Regions from separate parts of the Rattus norvegicus genome. Here region 1 is linked to region 2. The links are chromatin contacts, called in public Hi-C maps. All regions are on one chromosome and are shown on one strand. Each heading gives the region's core, a stretch centred on a gene start, on an enhancer-like site or on the middle of the called end of the contact. The rest is flanking DNA. Distances are from core to core; before and after follow the strand shown.

Region 1 (6,569 bases), core at 3,282-5,781, 97 kb before region 2:
TCCTAAAACTGGCTGAGGGAAATGGACAGAAGGGCTGTTGGGCAAGATGTGATACTAGAACTAATTAATACGCAGGCTCCTCCTCCTCCTCCTCTTCCTCCTCCCCTCAAGCAAGCTGGCATGTTTGATCAACACCAGATTTGCTGCTTGGAAGTTTCAGTTTTGTTGTTCTGAACAAGGATTCTAATTCTTAGGAATAAGAGAACCCTCTGTTGTGTATACAGTGTTCAGTTGGTCTGAGAAAACACAAATCCCGCTCAAGTCTCCAGATTTGTTTACATAGAAAACTGAACCTGTGCAGGCCCAGTCTGAAAACTGTGTGGGAGCTATTCATGGATACTGCCCTATGGGCAGCCACGGTTATTCCGTATCTTGAAAACGGAGCCTTTTGGGTATGTACATGAAGGAGCTGGGTCAGGACTTAGGTCACCTGTGCTGAGGATGGGCATGTTTAATTCAATAAGAATGTGCCTGGGAGTTTTTATTACCACACGGACCAGTCAAATATAGAAAACGAGCAGGATCAATAGCAGACAGAACTCCAGATGCAATTATTGTGGCTTTAATTCTGATCATTATGCAACCTGAGTCTGCCCTATCCACCCACTGCAATTATTCAGACTCCGGGGGCGGGCGGGGGAGCGTATGCTGGCGGGGGGGGGGTGGAGGAAAAAAAATCAACACTACCACCAGACAACAAATACTTCCTTCAAGTCCTGTATCTGATGTATTCGGTGTCTTCTCAGTTCTAATGAGCCTCACTTTGTACAGTAAATTTGCGGAAACATCAAAAAGCATTTAAAAGAAAGTTTCCTCCTTTCTTCTAATGGTGAAGGTGAGGATTTATGGTGTGCGGGGAGGGGAAATCTGTTGGCTAGGCCAACATTCAGGCAAATCTATTTAACATACTCTGGCTTAAGCTCCCTCCTGCATTTGGGGGGTTATGAGTGCTTAGCTGTGGGAGTATAGAGACATGCAGTTAGGGAGTGAAAAAACGCCATTTGGTTCAGAGCAGATGGCTGGCTAGGGGGCTGATGGCGTCTAAAGGCGTGTCATCCCCCTCCAGCTCGAATCCCTAAGGGCTCCCCTTGTCTTCCCAATCAATGAAAATTAAAGTGCAAAGAAAGGATGAATAGCCGGACCTCGAGTCTGTCCTTTGTTCCTCTCAGCTCCTGGTACGCAGGAGTTAAACTACAACAGGCTCCTATAGAATCACTGAAGTTAAACAGTCTCCCCGTTAGCTCTGTGTTTGAAAGAGAGGGGAATAGGAACCAACTTAGGGGTGGACGATTGAGAATGGGGAAACAGGAGGATGAGGAGGAGGAAGAAGAAGAGCAGAAGGAGTAGGAGGGAGGGGAAAAAAAAGAGCTTTCTGCTTGATTTCCCCAATACAGAATGGTGTGGCATAAATTAAGTTGGAAAAGAATGAATGCTTTGGGCAGGATTCTGATGGATTTTACGATGCCTTTCAGAACTGCTTTGCCACTGTAATCGAGAAATCTGTGCCATGTCAATTTAACAAATACTTAATACTAAGGGGGGTTTGTTAAAGATTTGGGACAAGTCCACCCCCCTCAAGGTCTAAGCCCTTGCGCGTGGGACTTTTCATTTCCCGTTTTCTAAACAGGCATTCAAACGAGCCTGGTTTCCACTACCATTTTCTAATTAAAAGGTTCCTGATATTTCATTTCTTCTTGTAATCTCGAAGACGCAGAGGAGTCCGCATCTGACCTTGTTTCTTCTTTGAATGGCCTCTGCTGTAGGAACCCCTCTCTCACCTGAGTCCCACTCCCAACCTCAACGGGGAGCAGCTTCTGAACTCTGAGAAACACAGTTCTCAGAAAGTAACTTTCTGAGGAAACATTAGCATTAGCACTGTAGTGAAAAAAGGAATCCCAACACTAGGTGGCAAGATTAAGTTAGGATTCAAGCTAGGCCAGCCTTGTGGTGATGTAGCAAATCCCTACACAGTTTACAAAGGACAGGGACTCTGTTTTCACCACTGCCATGGGGGTGTGCCATAGGGGTGGCAGTATCTTTTGAAGCCTCCGTTTGTTCTATATAATAAACAGGTTTGTTTTTTTTTAAAGTGGGATCCAGCCCACTTTTCTCACCTCAGCCTTGAGTATCATACACATGGTTTTTGGTTAACTCTTTGATTGTTTATGAGTGACGACAACTTGAAGTGCGGATTCCTGTTGATTCTGAAACTTTGAAAGTGTTTGGGAGAGAGGATAGCAGGAGCCAGGCTGGGTCATCCGAAAAAGGAGCTGTGATTTCAGTTGCCAGATGGCCCAACACAGATGATTCTGCCAAGTAACTGCTTAGATTCTTGTTACTAGTGTTTCTCTGGGCGTGGGAAGATTTTCCTCTCTTTCTGTGCATTCTATACATCCTGATCCAGATACTGGCCTAAATGACTAAGATACCTTCTAGGATAGGGCTCATTCTCACCAACAGGACAGCAACACCTACAGTGAGGACACCTGTCAGGTACACCCTGGGGGCTGTGCTACAATCAAAGCAACATTAGCTCCAGTAATCACACCTCGGGATTCTAAAGAAGCTGCCTAGGTGTTGGGGGGTGGAGTAAGGAGGCCCCTCCAAAGATGGGAATACACAGCTAATTGTATGCTCAACCCAAAGCTAGGTGCTAAGTCAGAGTCTATACCTCCATTGACTTTTCTCTGGAGCTTGTAACCAGGGGAGCAGTTTAGGTAATTCATTGTGATACGTGCGTCCTGGGCCCTCCCAATAAACTCATTTCCCTTTAAAAAATGAAAACAAAAGTTCTAATGTCTGATGGATGTGTAAAAACCTAATAAGGTGACGGTTGTGTAAAGGTTATGTGTTGGGGGGTGAGGTGGGGGGAGTCTTTCAAACATGTGCCGGACATTGTCGCAGAGGCCGCGGCGTGCGCGGAGGGGGAGCTCTTTCTCTCCGCATTGTGCGGAGAGCAGGTGCTGTCTGCATTACCATACAGCTGAGCGCACAAAGAGCCACTGATTCAGCTTCGCACAATAACAGACTGCCTTAATGACAGCCACGCGAACGACACACACCAAACTCACTTTTTACCAAGCCGAGGGAGGCCTGAGGGGAGTACCCAGGAGAGTGGGACCGGACCCCAGTGAAGGTTGTGGTGGTTGAAAATCTCCGGGGAGAGGGTGTGTACACTGTGGAAGGGTTCGCTTAGCTTTTGGCTCTGCTGGCTTAGGGAATACACTGCCCGGAGCCGAATTCCCCATTTCCAGTGATCGTGGACAACACGGAGACACTAGGGCTCTGGGACACTGCGGTCTCTGGGGGTGCCCGGCCGGGGTCGCGAGCCCATTGGCACTCTTCAAGGCTCAGTTGCCACCCTCGACCAGAGGTATAAAGCGTGCCTAACCTCCCCCAAACTTCCCAAAACTGCCGCGGCGTTCTCGCCACCCTTTGCCCACCTCTTCAGGGGTCCCTTTCCTACCGGGCACCCCGCCCCCCGCCGCCTCCGGGAGACTCCTCCTTAGAAAGAGCCTGCCAGGGAGGAGGGGCAGCAGCGGGGACGCGGGCCTCTAACCTCTCCCCGGTTCCTCAGTCCCCAGGACTGAACAAACGAGGAGAGCCTTGGCTGCCAGTGTTGGAGACGCCAGAGTCCGGAGGCCGCGTCCTGCGAGCGAGTCTAACGGTGACCGCGAGTGGGAGGCGCAGGCCGCCCAGCGTGCCTAGGGTCTTCGGGCCTGTGGCGGTGGGGCGGTGGGCGACGCGGCCTCAGCTCCAGCTCCGGGAGCAGAGCGGTTCGTCTCCCCGAACGTTTTGCAGGAATGTAAATGAGCGGGTTTTGCGCTGGGGGAGGGAGGCGAAGGGGCGAGGGCGGAGGCAGAGAGGACTAGGGGGCGGGGAGGTGGGGGCGGGGAGGAGGGTTGCACATTTTACAGCTCACTGACCATTTGGCGATCCATTGAGAGGAGGGTTTGGAAAAGTGGCTCCTTTGTGACAGCTCTCGCCAGATTGGGGGGCTGCTCATTTGCATCTCATTAGTTATGCGAGCGGCCGGCGGGATTTAAGGGTGGCAGGCGCCAGCCCCGGCCAGATCCTCCGGCGTGCACCCGCGGTTACCCTGTCTGACCAAGGCAGGTCACGGGAGAGCACCGGTGCGGCACGGAGCCTCCCACGCTTCGGCCTCCGGTCCTGGGTGTGTGTGTTCTCGCATGGCATTGGCTGAATTCTTGAGGAAGACGCGAGGCTTTGCGATAGTGGAAGAGATACCGGTCTAGAACACTCTGGGAGCGGCAGCCGCCGCCGAGTGACGCCCGGCCGGGAAACCAGGGCGCGCGCCGCAGTCCTTGCCACCACCTCCAGCCCGTTCCCACCGTGCCCCTCGGGGCCCCGGATTATCGCCTCACCGGTGGGATTTCCAGACAGCCGCTCTCTAATAGGCCTGCGAAGGAAGCCACTGCAAGCTCTCTTGGGAATTAAGCTGAACATCTGGGCTCTCTTCCCTCTGTGTCTTCTCTCCTTTCTCCTCTTTCCCTCCGCGAAGAAGCTTAAGACAAAACCAGAAAGCAGGCGACCCTCACTTACCCGTGGACTGGAAGCCAGAAGAAGAGGAAACCGAAAGTTGTCCTTTCTCAGTGCCTCGCAGAGCTCTTGTCAGGGACATAGCTGTAGCACCGCACCCTCCTGAAGCGACCTGGCCCGATATCACACCTGGAGCCGAGAGGCGCCTTTCCACCAGTGCTCCTCGGGTCACATAGACTTTCCGGGCATCCCTGGGTCTTTGAAGAAGAAAGAAAAGAGGATACTCTAGGAGAGCAAGGGCGTCCAGCGGTACCATGGGCCGTCGGAGCGCGCTAGCCCTTGCCGTGGTCTCAGCCCTGCTGTGCCAGGTAGGGGGCCGGGCGGGGCTGCTGCGCGGTGGAGGGAGGGGAGTCGGACAAGCGGATCAGCTGTCCATCCCCAAGTGACTCCCGCAGCGATGACCCCGAGAGCTGCCCGGCAGCGGGCGGCTCCGGATGGGCGCTGAGGTGCGCTCGGCCTCTGCGTCCTAGCAAGGGCCCGCGCGCCCCGGGTCCCTCCGCCGCCGGCGCGTCCTCACGCCCCTTCCCCGCGCAGGTCTGGAGCTCTGGCGTATTTGAGCTGAAGCTGCAGGAGTTCGTCAACAAGAAGGGGCTGCTGGGGAACCGCAACTGCTGCCGCGGGGGCTCTGGCCCGCCGTGCGCCTGCAGGACCTTCTTTCGCGTATGCCTCAAGCATTACCAGGCCAGCGTGTCCCCGGAGCCACCCTGCACCTACGGCAGTGCGGTCACGCCAGTGCTGGGTGTCGACTCCTTCAGCCTGCCTGATGGCGCAGGCATCGACCCCGCCTTCAGCAACCCCATCCGATTCCCCTTCGGATTCACCTGGCCAGTGAGTGGGCACCTGCGCGCACTCCGCTGGGCCTGGCCGGGTAGGGGTGGCGGGCTGGTGGCTGGCAGTGGGAGGGAGGCACGGGCCACTGATAAGGGTTGGGAAATCCCACAAAGCCACGCCTGGGGTCTTGACTTCTTTCTGGGAACTGGCCGGCAGTTGAGGAGGGGATGTGGGACACCAGAAGCTTTTGCAAGCCCGGGGCATTTCTCACAAACCTCAAGGGTCGAATGCTTCCCCCACCCCCCCCAAAGTTGGGAGAGTTCTTGTTCCCTAGCTCCTAGGCCTGGGTTGGGTCGCTCCCAGTGCTGCGACTGCTCGCTACCCTCGAGGTTCTATCCCCAGAAAACTAATGACAGCTGCCCTCTTCTAGCACCCCACCTTGTTGGTTTCAGTACTCTCTCTTAAAAAAAAAAAAAAACACCACAATATCCTGTATTAACATTTTTTAAAAAACCCACACTCATGGGAAAAACACTCTTTAAAATTTTCCTATTAAGGAAACTGATATGAGTTGACCTTCATTGGCACAATCCAGAGATCTGAGAGCCTCTGTACTTGGTTCCCTTTAATGCCTCTCCTCCAACTCCTCCTCCTCCCCCTCCTAGTCCTCCAACTCCTCCTCCTCCCTCCCCCCCTCCATACTTCTGGTTTATCAAGCATCCTCTCCCTTTTTCCTAGGGTACCTTCTCTCTGATCATTGAAGCCCTCCACACAGATTCTCCTGACGACCTCGCAACAGGTAAGGCTCCAAACCCCTCCCTCAACTATACATTCTCTTCATCGATGCACAGTTTACTTGACCCACTCACCCCAGTCCTCTGCTATCTTCGCTCTGCATCTGGAGTTCAGAGAAGGGTTCTTGGCTTGACAGCATCCATGCAGTGTCCTCAGTTCCTAGCTTTTGGGTGTTATCAGAACCAACCTGAGCTTCTTCTCTCCCAGAAAACCCAGAAAGACTCATCAGCCGCCTGACCACACAGAGGCACCTCACTGTGGGAGAAGAGTGGTCTCAGGACCTTCACAGTAGCGGCCGCACAGACCTCCGCTACTCTTACCGGTTTGTGTGTGATGAACACTACTATGGAGAAGGCTGCTCCGTGTTCTGCCGACCGCGGGATGATGCCTTTGGCCACTTCACCTGCGGGGAGAGAGGGGAGAAGATGTGCGACCCTGGCTGG
Region 2 (6,509 bases), core at 1,776-4,275:
TGTAATGCATTTCAACTGTTCTCTCAGACAATGGGCAAGTGCAGTGGCCGTCCATCCTGTGAGGCTGCTGAGTATTATGTTGCACCATGGCTGGGGTCCCAGGTAATTTGGAGACACTAATTATAACTCCACAAAATGTGAGCATTAAGGAGGATTTGGCCTCATCTTTGTCAAGAACGAACAGCTGTGCAGGTGGTCTGATTGCCCTCAGCTCCTGCCCTCTAGCTCCCTCGGTGTCTCATTTTCTAATTTTTTAAAAAGTGAAATCTCTGTTTTCTTCCGTTAAGACTGACTTTGTATTTGGCCCTCTCCATCTTCTTTATGGAGAGGAAATTTTACAAAGGTTCAAAGCCAGGTTGGGATTAGGGTCTTGGCTCAGAGGAAGAGAAATCGGATAGGTCCACACACTGTAGAAAAAAAATGGGTTTAGCTTGCTTTTCCCATCTCCAATACTGCAGGACATTGGCCTACACACACACACACACACACACACACACACACACACACACGCACACGCACACACACGTGTGCACATGTACACACATGCACACGTACACACATGCACACATACACACACACGCACGCACACACACGTGCACACATACACACATGCACACGTACACACATGCACACATACACACACATACACACGCACGCACACACACACACACACACACACACATGCACACACAGACACACAAGCACGCATAAGCACACCTAGAGGTAGACAACTGGATTTTCAGACCCTGCTGACTTTTGACATAATGCTCAGGGCAAATGTCTGCATGAGACACTTAGGGTCCCTAGGTGCAGTCAAGTTTAAAGGATGGCTATGTCCATTGGAGGTATACAGATTCCGAGGGTCATGTTGAACTGATAAGAAGCTGTTTTGAGGGCCCCGCCCAGCTGAGATGAAGGTGTTCTATGTCCAGTGTTATCATAGCTGTGTCTAGTTGATATGGAGGTGTTCTCAGGGTCCTGGCCCCCCTAAGACAAGGGTACTATTGAGACAAGAGTATTTTGTAGTTTGTGTCCTCTGGAGGTGAGGGTCTCTGTGTTGTGTCCATATCCAGTGGAGCCACCCTGCTTGTGGGGCAGCTGCTCTGTGTAAACTAAGTCCTGGTTCTCCGTCATGGTCAGAGCCCCACAGTGCCCATCTCAGGACGAGGCAACCCCAGGAGGATTGTCCTTTCACAGAGCCTCTTTCTGTCTGCATTCCTACTGTCCTTGGGTGCTTCCTCTCTTTGAGAAGTTCCTTTCTGACTTATCCATACCTGGAAGCCACACTTCTGCTCAGACTCACCCGAATGTCATGACTTTTGAGCCACGTAGCTGATGGAGACTGCAGCTTATTCTAGAACTTCAGTCCAGATCATCATTCTTTGGGCTCACAGCCATTTTCTTGGTCTAGAACATGTTCTCAAGCCCAGGCCTTGGGAGTAGGCCTTATTGGGAGAGTCATCATGCATGCCCTTGGAGCTCGCCTGGCTCTGCTTCCCCAAAGCCTAACCCTCTTCCTTTCTGAGGCTGATCTATGACGTGCTTAACATCAAAGGTAGAGGTTTTCAGTGTTTCTATTTTTCTGCCACAGCGGATGATTTCACTGACCATGAGGCCTGAAGAGATGGACCCATGGTTAGGAGTCTTGCAAGGGAAGAGTTTGGTTCCCAGCACTCATGCTGGGCAGATCACAACCACCTATAACTCCAGACCCTGAGATGCTGACATCCTTTTCAGTCCTGCACAGGCCCCTCCACTAACGTTCTGAGAGCACCTTCTACCTGAGCAGAGAACAGTGCACTCTGTCTTTGTTTGGGGGGGGGGTTAGGGCAGGGTATTGTGCCCTATTCAACCTCTTGAGCCATATGGGAGGACGAGGGCAGGGAGGGTGGCTTCCAGTCACACCAGTCTAAGCTCTGATGGGTGGCCAGTGAGGGACCTCAGCACTTGATAGTGCTCAGTCCTCTGGAGACACATCTGCAAGGGTCATGCAGATGTGGGAGCAGAGGCAGAGGCTCTGGAAGCTGCAGGAAGTCAAGGATTTCTAAGGGAAGCAAAGCATCCCAGAGAAGGCCCAGGGTCCACAGACGAGGCTCCCGTGACCAGGTTTGGATGACTGTTCAGATGCATCATGGGATAAGAAAGCAAAGCCTACTGTAGAGCATGAGGTGTTTGGGCCGCACTGGAGGCCCAGGCAGAGGGTGAGTGAGACTCAGAGGTTATCCTGGGGATTCAAGGACCAAGTCTGAGATGGATTCACTTTTCTGGGGTTTGGGGCACACATGGTCCCAAGCAAAATGTCAGACTGTTGCTTCATAAACTGTAGGTCTGGTGGGAAGATGACATATGGTTGGGAGGCAGCCCAGAGGTGGTTGGAAGGTTTTAGGAGAGATATATAGGTATCTGGGCACCTATGGCTGTGTCCCCCACCCCTGTCATCTTTGAACTCCGAGACCCCTTCTTTATGGAACAACATAGCCTCCAGTCAAGGTTTGCACTGGGAAAACTTGCAAGCATTTTTAACCAGTGCTTTTAGAAGGGTAGCCCAGTGCCAGAGGCTCTGGTTTGGGCTTAGATTCTCTTTCTGACCCATTTCTGGGGCAACATCCACCTCATCAGTACCAGAATGCTAGGGTACACCTTCATGGGACATCTCAGGTATTAAGGCTGCCCTATAAACTCCTTGGAGCTACCACTTTAGTTTATTACAACGAGTGTGTTTGTCCTAGAGGCCCAGGGACATTGATACCATGTCAGAGCGGCTTGTATTCTCTCGGAGGGCCTGTCACTAACACCTGACACCATGACCTGGCATGTTACATGATGAAAATGTGGAAACGCTGGCCTGGGAACAAGCAAGGGTATGTGAATGCAGAATGCAGGGGTATATGCCTCTTAGTCTTTGAATGGCATAAGAATTGAGCCCCCATAGTGTTTCTAGCAGCCAGGGTGAGGGAGGAGAGTGGGGAGGTGAAGGGACATGGTTCAGCTAAGCTGGTGGAGTTTCTGACTGCCTGTAGCTCCTGGGCCTGTTGCCAGTTCTACTCACAGACCCAGCTGGCTTTAAGCCAGGCCAGCCGATCCAGGCTAAGGCTGGAGCTCCCAGCTCCCACATGCCTTGCACAGCTGGCTAGTCACTGGCTCACCATAAATAGAAAATAGTGTTCAGGCCCTCCTGCCAGGGTAAGGCAGGCAAAGTTCTGGCCAGGAGAGCTGTGGCACACAGCCACCCCTGGCCTTCCAGCTCCTTCCTCACTGCAGGAGGATTCCCAAGGTGTCCTTTCACAGGCAGGAACAAATAGCAGTGCAGGAAGCACTCTGCCAAGGAGTCAGAATTTAGCTTAATGTCTAGAACCAATCGGACCTTGGGTATTTCTATAGCCTGGTGTGTGGGGAGGAGGAACAGGTGAACGAGGTTGCCGTGTCTGTGTCCTGTTCCTGCTCTGGGTGCTGAGGACCAATGCCTGTCTTTTCTTCTGTATTGTATTGTTTTGTTCCTCAAATATGGTAGCCCACTCTTGCTGGGAACATGGGATCATACCTCATGAGCAAGAGCCTCTGTGGTGGCTATTCCTCTGCCTCAGCTCCGCAGGTGGTTTCATCTTTCTGATCAAGTTCATTTTAGTTTCTCTTGTTCCCTGGAAAGAGCACTGTGCGTGCTGCCAGTCGTGCACGGCCATGTGACTTCATCTTAACTTCTCTGGTCTCAGTCTCTGTCACCAAATGAAACAGCCCAGACATTTGTCACCTTGCTCAGCCAGGGTTTGGGCAGGTGGGAAGTGGGTTCCTTAGATTCTGACATAGGCACATTTTTGTTGTAACTCATCCAGTGTCTTCACATTTGTGCCTCCACGTGGAGACCCTGGTGAAGCCTGTCCTGTACTCACTGGGCATAAGACTTACCTTGGTGGCCACCTTCCCTGATACCAAAGACTGGAGGCACTATTTGTGGGGAAGTAGAGTCTCGAGTTGTAAATAAAAGGCAACCTAGGTTCGGGCATCAAAGATGAGAAGTAGAGCTGAGGTGGGAAAAGTTGGACCCCCATAGCTGTCGAGATGTGGGAGGCAGAGCATTTGGCAGCCCTGGCTGTGAGAGCTGCCCCATGGCAAGAGGCAAGGCCATAGAAGGGCCATTTTGGAGGACAGATGAGTTGGAACTCCTGGTGATGGAACTCCACCATGCATTTATTCCCTGAAGGAGCCTCTCTGAGTTACACACCACTCTCACAGTCCCTACCACATTGAATGCTGTCTGCCTGTTAAGTTTGGTCCAAGACCAGAACTCCATCCATATTCAGTTTCTTCCCTCTCCAGAAATAGATACCTGTGTATGTTTCTGATGAGTGTGTTAGCTCACAGTGTTAAGTATTTGCTTCCTACATATATGTATACAGTGTATGCTCAGGCAAACCTGCACTGTGACTTGTACATAAAACCTCTCTTGCCCTATCTACCTTAGTGGGAGCTAGATCTTAGTGGGGTATGCAGCCAGGAAAAATGGCACTCCTTGTATTCATTCAAATGAAATACCTCTTTCAGAGTTCATTGGAAAAATGTACAGTGTACAACTTTCAGTGACTTTGTTTATGGAACAGAAAAACAGCAACAAAAAAAAAGCCTGTGAATTCAGACTTGTGAAGTATAATTGCCCAGGTATTATATTTCCAATAACACAGGATCATTTCAAACTAACTCATACCCTTCTCCAAAGTTTTATCCTACAGGCAAGAGTAATTCTGGAATGTTGCATGTGGTCTTAGGTTGCTACTGCTCTGATAAAACACAGCAGCTTGGAGAGAAGAGAGGCTGTAGTCTCTTATCCAGAGCTGTCAAAGCGGGAGCAAAGGCAAGAACTTAAGCAGGAGCCATGGAGGAATGATGCGTACTGGTTTGTCCTCATGGTTTATTCAGCCTGCTTTCTTATACATTCTATGGCTACTTGTCCAGGGGTAGCACCACCCACTGTAAACGTATATCTAGAAAGCAGAGACGTACCCTATGAGCTAACACATCCACCTTCTCACATCTATCGTTAATGAAAAATGTACACTACAAGTCAATCTGGTGGGGGCATTTTCTCAATTGAGTTTCCCCTCTTCCAAAATGACTCTAGTCAGTGTCAAGTTGCCAGCCTACATGGCCTTCTAGAATTTTTAATATGTATACAAAATACAAACAACATTAATTGTGGATTACAAGTAAACTGTTTACTGTAAACAGCCTCACTTATGCAATGTATTCTATACCACGGTTATTTTGTGTTTCTCTGCCTGTAGTAATAATGCGTGCTCTTTATAAAAAATACTTAAGTTACTTTGAAAGAAAACAGAATGCCAGTATACCTCCCCCCAAGTCATTATGAATAACAGGTATGAGCTGTGTTAGAGTTTTCCCCAGGCATAAAATACACATTATTTATTTTACAGGAATGATGCTTGCTAAGCATTGTAATCAAATTGCCTTTCCTCTGCGAGCAGCCTTTGAAAATTTTAACACTTATAAAAAAATCCCTAAGGTGACATTATACTTCATCTGTTTTGTTTACTTGTTTCCACTCTTAAAAACAATAGCACACAAATATACGTCTCATATCCTTTGCTCAGTTTGTGCACACTATCAAGTTCTAGAAGCAAAATGGTTAGATTTAAAAAAAAACACTGAGCATTTAATATTTTGAAGGTTATTATTAGATAGATTGCCAAGGAGAGTAAGTCTGCTCAAACTCTTGCTAGAAAGTGATTCTGGTTAGTCTGTTAGCCTCTCAACATGGGAGTGTTAGTGGTCTTTTTAACTGGTGTACAACCTCTCTGATTTACTCCTAGAGTGAAGCCAGCCTGGAACTGAAATCAACTGCCTCCTGCATGAGGTATACAACAACACGGGTGAATCCCAGGCCGTTGCACGATCTCCTCTTCCCAAAATGGGGTACAAAGGTATCCCCTCCCAGGCACCTTCTCACCATCTTCCCAGCCTTGAGGACTGAACCCCTATTCCAGCAGAGATGATTCTGATTTCTGTGTCTCCTGACCATCACATGGTCCCTGGTTAGCAGGAATACACGTCTGGGGATATACTCAGCTCAGAATGGTGTCTTCTGGTTTGCCTGGAAATATCCCATCTTCCCTTTGGCTGGAAACCTGAAGAGAAGCTATTTCTGGTACTGTATTCCAAAAGGAACGGTCTGTGACTGCCGAAGTTCCACGCAAGGAGCTGCTTTCTCCAGAACTGTGTCAAGATTTTGAAGAAGGGTTTGAAGCATTACCAAGCCTAGGGCCATATTCTCTGTCTGCTGAAAGTTTGGATCATTTAGCTTTCTAGAGGCAGAGTTAAGGTGAAGCCAGGGTCTCAAGTATCCAGGTCCCCCTCATGGGTCTTTTCTCAGATTTTACAAGGATGTCATGTTTATACCTTGGAGTTGGTGTTCTTAATAAGGGAGCTTGAACATTATTTAAGGTTTAAGCCTTCCAAAAATGTAAATGAACCCCACTTTCAGACACAGAATTTTCTTT

What was found. A called contact is a pair of places that touch in the nucleus more often than the background predicts.
Region 1: a Hi-C map of liver shows a contact between it and region 2, with 1.7 times the contacts expected there. The contact joins the promoter of Dll1 here to the enhancer-like site in region 2. A contact is called at or near these places in 4 of 12 Hi-C or Micro-C datasets (hepatocytes, kidney, liver and 1 more).

The regions. Positions count from the first base shown.
Region 1 is chr1:64,991,236-64,997,804 of GRCr8, reverse strand. Dll1 (delta like canonical Notch ligand 1) reads left to right here and starts at 4,531. Exons shown (of 11, transcript NM_032063.3): 1 at 4,531-4,868; 2 at 5,095-5,388; 3 at 6,070-6,130; 4 at 6,334-6,569. The coding sequence starts at 4,815. It also overlaps a transcript of Fam120b not described here.
Region 2 is chr1:64,892,662-64,899,170 of GRCr8, reverse strand. No RefSeq gene overlaps it. Among named protein-coding and RNA genes, the nearest start is that of Dll1, 97 kb to the left of the region's middle. Within about 2 kb of position 3,025, at least 18 of the 93 cell types and tissues checked have an H3K27ac peak or open chromatin away from gene starts, as enhancers often do. A contact at or near this core is called in kidney and liver, where this site is marked.